2 separate regions of the Ovis aries genome follow, and region 2 is linked to region 1. A link is a contact called in public Hi-C data. All regions are on one chromosome and are shown on one strand. Each heading gives the region's core, a stretch centred on a gene start, on an enhancer-like site or on the middle of the called end of the contact. The rest is flanking DNA. Distances are from core to core; before and after follow the strand shown. Region 1 has its middle 61 kb from the start of DAAM1. Region 2 overlaps L3HYPDH (trans-L-3-hydroxyproline dehydratase).

The links. Hi-C and Micro-C count contacts between places; a contact is called where the count stands out from the background.
Region 2: a contact with region 1 is called in a Hi-C map of mixed tissues, with 5 times the contacts expected there. The contact joins two enhancer-like sites. A contact is called at or near these places in 9 of 16 Hi-C or Micro-C datasets (blood, hypothalamus, liver and 6 more).

What each region holds. Positions count from the first base shown.
Region 1 is chr7:69,466,589-69,470,554 of ARS-UI_Ramb_v3.0, reverse strand. No RefSeq gene overlaps it. Among named protein-coding and RNA genes, the nearest start is that of DAAM1, 61 kb to the left of the region's middle. Within about 2 kb of position 2,039, at least 4 of the 54 cell types and tissues checked have an H3K27ac peak or open chromatin away from gene starts, as enhancers often do.
Region 2 is chr7:69,742,709-69,746,674 of ARS-UI_Ramb_v3.0, reverse strand. All of the region lies in intron 6 of L3HYPDH (trans-L-3-hydroxyproline dehydratase), which reads left to right. Among named protein-coding and RNA genes, the nearest start is that of GPR135, 46 kb to the left of the region's middle. Within about 2 kb of position 2,109, at least 13 of the 54 cell types and tissues checked have an H3K27ac peak or open chromatin away from gene starts, as enhancers often do.

The sequences.
Region 1 (3,966 bases), core at 790-3,289:
TAGGGATTATTCTCAGTGTGAAGTGGGGATTAATGCATTCTTTTAGGACACAGAGCCTAGGTCAGTTTTCAGCTTCTCTGAAGACAGCAGAATTGCCTGGATGGCTGTTTAGGAAACGTGTCTTAATTTGAGACTTGTACAAATACGTGATGGTCCAGCCTTGAGCCTCAGCACGTGGGCTCAGTTACCCAGTTTTACAGGAGCAAATCTCTTTGCAGAAGCTTAATCCCAGGGCTACATCCACTGCAGAACTTTAATAATCTCCTAGGGAATCTCACACTCACATTCCAAAATAAAGACTGCATTTGAGAGGCCCGACATCAACACTAAAGAACTGAATAGGCTCGGGGGCCAGTTTCACTCTTGAGGTTCTCAAGTTCTCCCTTGTTTTCTACTCTAAGACCTAATTTTATGTTAATCTCTAGCACCCCACCCCCACCACCTCTGTCAGCCATTTTCATCTGGCTGAAGGCATTTAATTATTAAGCTCTTCAATTTCATTAAAATGTTTTCTTTCACATTGCAAATAATAAAATGGCACAATTAAACTAAGCACCATGGCAGACAATCTGTAACAAAGAAAAGAAACCCGTCAGATACTATCTGTTAGGGAATTCCAGGTTGGGAAGAGAAAAAAAAAAAGATGTGATGAATCCTGGTAGCTTTTTTTGTCTTAGGTTTATTTATCACAAAGCAACTTGAAGAGATGATCAGCTTTCTTCTTTTTATTTATGAAAGGACAGGGTTGTGGTTGTTAAGTAAATCCCATTCTCTGGCTTTCCCACTTAGCTCATGTTTCCAGCTCAAAGCGTCATAAATAACCAATGAAGAAAAAAAAAAATACTGCCTAAACGTTAGGAGACAATTTCCATAAACGTTCCCATTAAAAATGCATGATTGGTATGAAGACTTAATTTAGTCAGCGCAGTGTTTTGCTGTGGTCATTTTTTTTTTTTTTTGGCATTGTCTGTCTTAGCTATTTAACTTTGAAGCCCACTAAAGATGAAAAATGGGCATTTATGGAGCAGGCACATATGGCTTTAGCGGTTCAGTTGCTGACCTGGCATTTCCCCCTGTGTAGCATTAGCCATTGTGTTCTCAGCAATGAGCTTTAACCAGCAAAAGAATCTCAAACCTGAGAGGTGGTGGAGAGCAGAGGAACAGCAGATGTTCAGTGATGGTACAGACATTGACTGTATTATTTCTTTTGCCTGTAAATAAACTAACACACAGGCTTCCCAGGTGGCGATAGTGGTAAGAGACTCTGGTTCGATCTCTGGGTTGGGAAAATCCCCTAGAGGAGGACATGGCAACCCACTCCAGTATTCTTGCCTAGAGAATCCCGTGAACACAGGAGACTGGTGGGCTCCATAAAGTCCATAGGGTCGCAAAGAGTTGGACATGATTGAAGCCACTTGGCATGTGTGCACGAACTAACACACAGCTAACTGCTCCTTCTGCCCTGCCTATGTGAGTTCTAGAGTTGCGCAACATTTTGCCAGAGATGCTCACTGAGGTTACTGAGCTTTCTGAGTCAGAGTCTAGTAAACTAGATTTTCATTTCATGGAAACCAAATAAGAGCCTTCGCATGATGCACAGAAGGACCTAGAACAGGCTACTCATTACTGTCATTGCTGTTTAAGCCAGCTAAGGAGCTTCTGGTTAAGTAGCATTTTTTTTTGTCATAACATGCTAGTAAATATCCTGAAATGCAGATTGTGAAAAGTTAAAGTTGGGAATATAAGCAATATAAGTCCCCCTTTTTTTTCTTGGCTGTCAAACTTTTGTTAAGTGTGGGTAGGCTGCTGAGGTTTCTGTGGGAAATGTCATGTTGGCCTTGGGAGGATTGCAAGGCTCAAGTTGGGCGTAATCCGGGATCTTGGAGTCTGGAGCTGTTTGGCTGCCTGGGAAGAAGTGTTGAGAAAAGTCCCCTTTATTTCCACTGGGATGGGGCCATGCCAAGACTTATTTTCTTTGCCTTCCAGCACCAAAAGTGTAAGGGCTTGAGATATTTCAAGCCAAACAAGTAAATGTGATGAAGAAAATGGCCATGAAAGGCTAAGGATAAAGAAAGACCCCACAGTTAGATAGGAAGCAGTAAGTTTAGTGTCTCTGAGGAGAAAAGATCCAGGAGAATCTAGGTAGATTGGGGCCAGAATTTTAAAACAAATTCTGATCAGTTTATGAATAAAGTTCTTCTTCCAGAGTATATTCCAAATTTTTTAAGGGTTGAGGTTCTTTGCTTCTCTGTGTCTTCCACATGAAACTTTCAGCAAGGAACCGTCCTCATTGTAATGGTTCAATACATCTATGGACTCATATGCTACTTACAAAATATTCTTTTTGTGTTTTGCCTCTGTGTAATTTTGAATACAGACTTCTTTGGTGGCTTAGTTGTAAAACCTGCCTGCTAATGCAGGAGACATGGGTTTGATTCCTGAGTTGTGAAGATCCCCTGGAGAAGGACATGGCAACCCACTCCAGTCTTCTTGCCTGGGAAATCCCATGGACAGAGGAGCCTGGTGGGCTATAGTCCATGGGATCGAAGAGTCAGACACAGCTTAGTGACTAATCAACAAGATATTTTGATTGCGATGACAAACTTAGAAGCTTAGCTAAGTCACTTTCTGTTCTGTAAAGGATTCCTATGAATTAAATGTAAAATGAGTTTAGAAATAACCACACCTAGTCTGTCCTCAGAGAAGGCAATGGCATCCCACTCCAGTACTCTTGCCTGGAAAATCCCATGGATGGAGGAGCCTGGTAGGCTGCAGTCCATGGGGTCGCCAAGAGTTGGACACGACTGAGCGACTTCACTTTCACTTTTCACTTTCATGCACTGGAGAAGGAAATAGCAACCCACTCCAGTGTTCTTGCCTGGAGAATCCCAGGGACGGGGGAGCCTGGTGGGCTGCCGTCTATGGGGTAGCACAGAGTCAGACACGACTGAAGTGACTTAGCAGCAGCAACAGCAGCAGCAGTTTCTGTCCTGCCAGGAACCTTTTGGATCTGAAAAGTTTGGAGAAGCAACATTGCCACCTTCTGGTAGATATGTATCATATTTCTTTCCCACTGATGGCACTCCTGCCCCTTCATAGTTTGTATTTATGTCAGTAAAGGTTTAATTTGCTTTGAAGTTTTGCCAACTTAAAATCAAGTCTAAATAATATCTTAGATAAGACAGATGACTATTAAAGCCCTGTAAATGAGGCCCTTGACTAGGAGAAGGTTATGATTTTGATACTAAAGAAAATCTTACTCCAGGCCCACTGTGATGTCAGTTTTAAGACCTACTATATTACTAGGGTATTCTCATAGACCTTTAGCATGACCAAGAATGTTCTGGCATTAGGGCTAGGGATTATGGGAGTGGGTAAAGGAAGATTATGATGAAAAATTCACATACAAGTTTAGTAGTCACGAAAAAAAAGGTGGTCATCCTGCCTAAAGTGGTGAAGAAGTGAACAAGACTTAGCACACTGTGTTTTCGGATTTTCCGCAGCTGTGTTTACAGCTCATCTTACTTGGGGTTAAATATTTTCCGATACAGGAGTAATTGTGACCATAACTATAAATTCTAGGAGACAGTTCCCTGGAACCTTATGTGGACTCAAAGCTTCCATTGGAGTTAGGCATATAGCTGGTATAAACAAGTTTCAGTTTCCGGAATGAATGACTGAAAATATCTTTTCTTCTATGATTCATCTCTAAAATACTCTGCTGGTACTCTGAAATATTGCTGGAAGAGAAAATAGCTAATTTTTCTAATCTTTCTTATCGATTCTCCAATCCAAACCCAACGGCAATTCATAAGGACAAAGTGCTTCTAAATGGATCCTATTCATTTATCTTCTTCTTGATCCATTTAAGGAAATACTGAAGATATTGGAATAAGCATATGAGACTAATATCTTTTCAAGGAAATGCTGCAACCATTGGGGATTATTTGCCTATAGAAATATATG
Region 2 (3,966 bases), core at 860-3,359, 280 kb before region 1:
GGTAGAAGGAATTAGTTGAGGGGTGGGAATAATCTCTTTTGGAATAATGTTTTATGACCCCATTGGACCTTGCATTCTCTAGCACAAGCTAAATGTTGAGTGCTTGCATCAAGGTAGAACAGAGGCCTGTTGGCTACTACACTTTGGGGAAAAACTGCAACCTCAGCTCATGCCTCATTGGATTCTCCTGCCCAGGCCCAGTCAGAACCCCAGCAAAACTGGGAGGTAGAAACTGGGTGCTGGCCAATTCCACCTTTCCCATGAAGAAGTTAATGGTGTTCCCACCAAACTGACTTTAGCACCAGCCAGAGGACCCAGGACTGGCGACTGGCAAAGCATTCATTCTCTTTCCTAGAGAAAGTAGAAGGCCCTAGTGCCTAAGAGAATGTGAAACTTGAGCCCATCCCTAAATACCTTTGGAATCAAGGCAGTTACAGTACCTGTCTGGTCCTGGCCTTTCCAAGTAAATGTGGTTGTAAGTTTTAGCATAAGAGCATTGTTATTCTTTAGTAGTACACTATCAGTTTCTGTCTTGGTTTTAAAATAATCTACATGTATCAACAGTCAGAAGTGAGATACTTTGAAAAGAATGATTGAAAACTAAGAATGAGCTTTTATAAATATTATCTCATTTAATCTCCATAACCATCTGTCAGGAAGGTACTATTACAGGCTCCAGTTTACATACGTGGGAACTGAGGGCTGTTAAGCTTGAATGATTTTTCCCAGAGTCACAGACAGCAAGATGAAGTGATAGAAACTGAATATGGAGTTGGCTCCAGCGGGCTCAAGTTTAACCTTTCCGTAACACCACCAAGAAGCATGCTGGGAAGGGTTACGAGGACTCATGGGAGAGACAGCAACAGACTAGGGGGGTGAGCGTGGGGGCTGAGACTGGGAGAATTCTCCTAGGACTCAGCACCTTGCTTAGTCCTGAAGGATGGAAAGAAGTTAGAAGGGCAAGAAGGGTCAGAGGTGGGAAATATGATTAACCAGAAAGGGGAAGGGGATGTTCAAGTGCTCAAAGGCCAGAGGGATCACAGCCGGGCATAGGAATGCAGAGTGGTACTGTACATGCGGATCCTTGAATTCTGGTTGGACTGAGGGGTAAGGTGGTGGGCAGAAGTCGAGATGAGAATTAAAACAGGAGAGCTTTCTAATGCATGCCAGAGAGCGTTTCATTTAGAAGGTTAAGGGTAGCCAGTAAAGGATTTTAAGCAGAGGTCAGGGTGGTAAGCTGTGCATTTCAGAAAGACCACTGTTTGTTTAGGGAATCTGCAGCGAATGAGAGCCCAGGGTGTGGCAACAGGGTCAAATGTGAGACACAGGACTAGTTCTGTGAAAAGGGAAACTGTTAGTCACTCAATCCTGTCAGACTCTTTGAAAGCCCATGGACTGCAGCCCGCCAGGCTCCTCTGTCCATGGAATGCTCCAGGCAAGAACACTGGAGTGGGTAGCCATTCCCTTCTCCAAGGGATCTTCCCAATTCAAAGATCAAATCTGGGTCTCCTGCATTGCAGGTGAATTCTTTACCATCTGAGCCATGAGACTAGTTAGGAGACAGTGCTTGATAATCCAGTAAGAAACGAGGGCACAGGTGAAGAATGGCCAATGAGGGTGGAGAGGAGGGAATGGATGTGAGAGCTGTTACAGTGAGTGGAAGACTGACTGAGTCGGGGGAGTGAAGGACAGGGAGTGTAGGGAGTGCTCATGGTGAAATTATACTTACACGTATCATTATGATGTGGTGGGGCAGGGGAAAAGGGGGCGGGGCTGGGAAGGAGAGGGAGAAGGGTAATGAGAGCAACTTAGAACATCATAGAGTTTGAAGTAACAATGGGCCATCCAGATAAACGTTCCAGTAGGGAGAGAGGATTGGCTAAATGAGTCTATGGCTCTAGAGAGAGGCTTGGGATGGGGAAATAGGTTTTATATTTTAATCCCCCTGTGGTATTTGAGGCTCTGGGGTCGTGCCAGTTTTCCTCTCTTGATCCAAATTCACTCTCTCCGCCCATTTTCAGATGCTGAAGTTGGGACTCTGCAAACCACGTTTCTGCTTTGCCAGTTGCCTTTTCTGCAGACTTTGCCACCAGAGGGCAGCTGTGGGGCTGAGAAGGGAGAGCTGAGGCTCCCTTCCTCACTCCAGCAGTTGCAGTTCTGCCAGGAGTTGTCAGGCCAGTATACAGTTTTTCTAACACTTGCGGAACCAGCTTCCTGTCGCTTGCTTTTGAGGCATTCCAGCCCCCAGCTCTGACCCTTTCCCCATAGTCCAAGTCCCACCTCAAGGGGCCTCTTCTCTAAATGCTACTTCTTCCTTTTGTACCTTCAGTCCTGGAGGTAGAATTTCTTCCTGCTATACCATTAGAGTTCTCTTTTTACCCTTTCAGTTAACTAGTTAACAACTTTATGCCTAGTTAACAACTCTATATATTAATATATCTCAGTTAAAGTAACCGATGTGGTCTGTCTCCTCACCAGACCCTGACTTTGTAGGTGAATATGGGGAAACCCTAGGAAAGTGTGGAGGGTAATGAAGAGAGCTTTGCAAAGGACCCTGGGGCCACCTATATTTAAGGGCTGCCAGCCCTTAAGGAGTGGACCAGGGAGATGCTAGAGAACCCAGAAGATTCTGTGTCTAATGGGAAAAAATCAACCAAGGAAAGAGAGAACATTCAGACTAGAGAGAGAATTATTAATGGGGCAAGGTTCCTGAGAAGGTGGAGGGAGTAGGCTTTTTCCTGGAAGGGAAAGGAAAGGAATGAAGGCGAGTGAAGGGCAGATGGGGAGGTCATGGACTGAGGGTGCAGGATGTGGAGAGGAGGTTTGCAATGGCCTCTGAAGAGGATGGAAAAGAGGGCCAGGGGTTTCCTGGGGGACAGCACCGAGGGTCGGTGGGAAGGGGTAGTCAGAGAACAGGAAGTTGACACGATTCTAATCCACATCACTGTGTGTGTGTGTGTGTGTGTGCTCTTAGGACAGAGCAGCCTTTTGTAGGGTGTTGACAGTGAGATTACCTCAAGGGAAGGAGTTTGCGCCCGGTGCTCAAGAGATGTGGGTACGAGCATGAGGGGGATTGCGTGAAAGACCCTGGGCTGGAAAACAAAGTGAAGCTCACGGGGGCTGATGCACAAAACCACAACTGTGTTTGAGCTTGTGAGTGTGTGCATAGGGTTGAACTCTCTTTAAAGCCATAAAAGGAAAAGTTTCCAAATATACTCTGGCCAGGCAGAAGAAAATCCCCCACGGAGACGGGACACTAGTTTTAATAAAACGTGGTGGTTCATTTTTAGTTCCAACCTAATTTACAAATTACCCAAGTCAAACAGCTTATAAATCTGTATATTTAAAGTCCTTATTTATTTAGGAAAGGAGCTGTTTTTGAGAAGTAGTGTAATAAAAAGCTTAGAAAACTTTAGAACACCTCAAATATGAAGAACCAGGGATATTGTTGGAAGGAACACTACTTTTTCTTTTACTATTTAAACTTTCTTGTGGCTGAGATCAAGTCTGATAAGCACTTTAACTCGGGCAAATAACGACAGTAATAAAATACTATGTCACTGCAAAATATACTAAATGCCTAGGCTTCCGAACTTTTCCAATAATTTTCTTGTAAATGCATTTGTATGGGGATAGTTTCCCCCTAGGACAGACTATAATTTAAAAAGCTTGAATTCACTACAGCCCAATAAATTACTATTTCCCCTTAATGTTGGCAACTAGTGATTTATTTTAGTCAAATTGCAGACCTCACTAGGCATGCTTTACTGTATCTGTACTTATGGAAGTACATATAAAAGGAAGACTTTTTAGTGTATTATTTGGAGGAAACATAAAAGCTATTAAATTCATAAATTAATTTGCACTTGAATTCCTAGTTGCTCTGATTTGTAGAATGTTTTGTTCAAAATGGCTGTTATACTTGCATTATCCACAAGCAACTAAAATATACAACTATTAGTAACT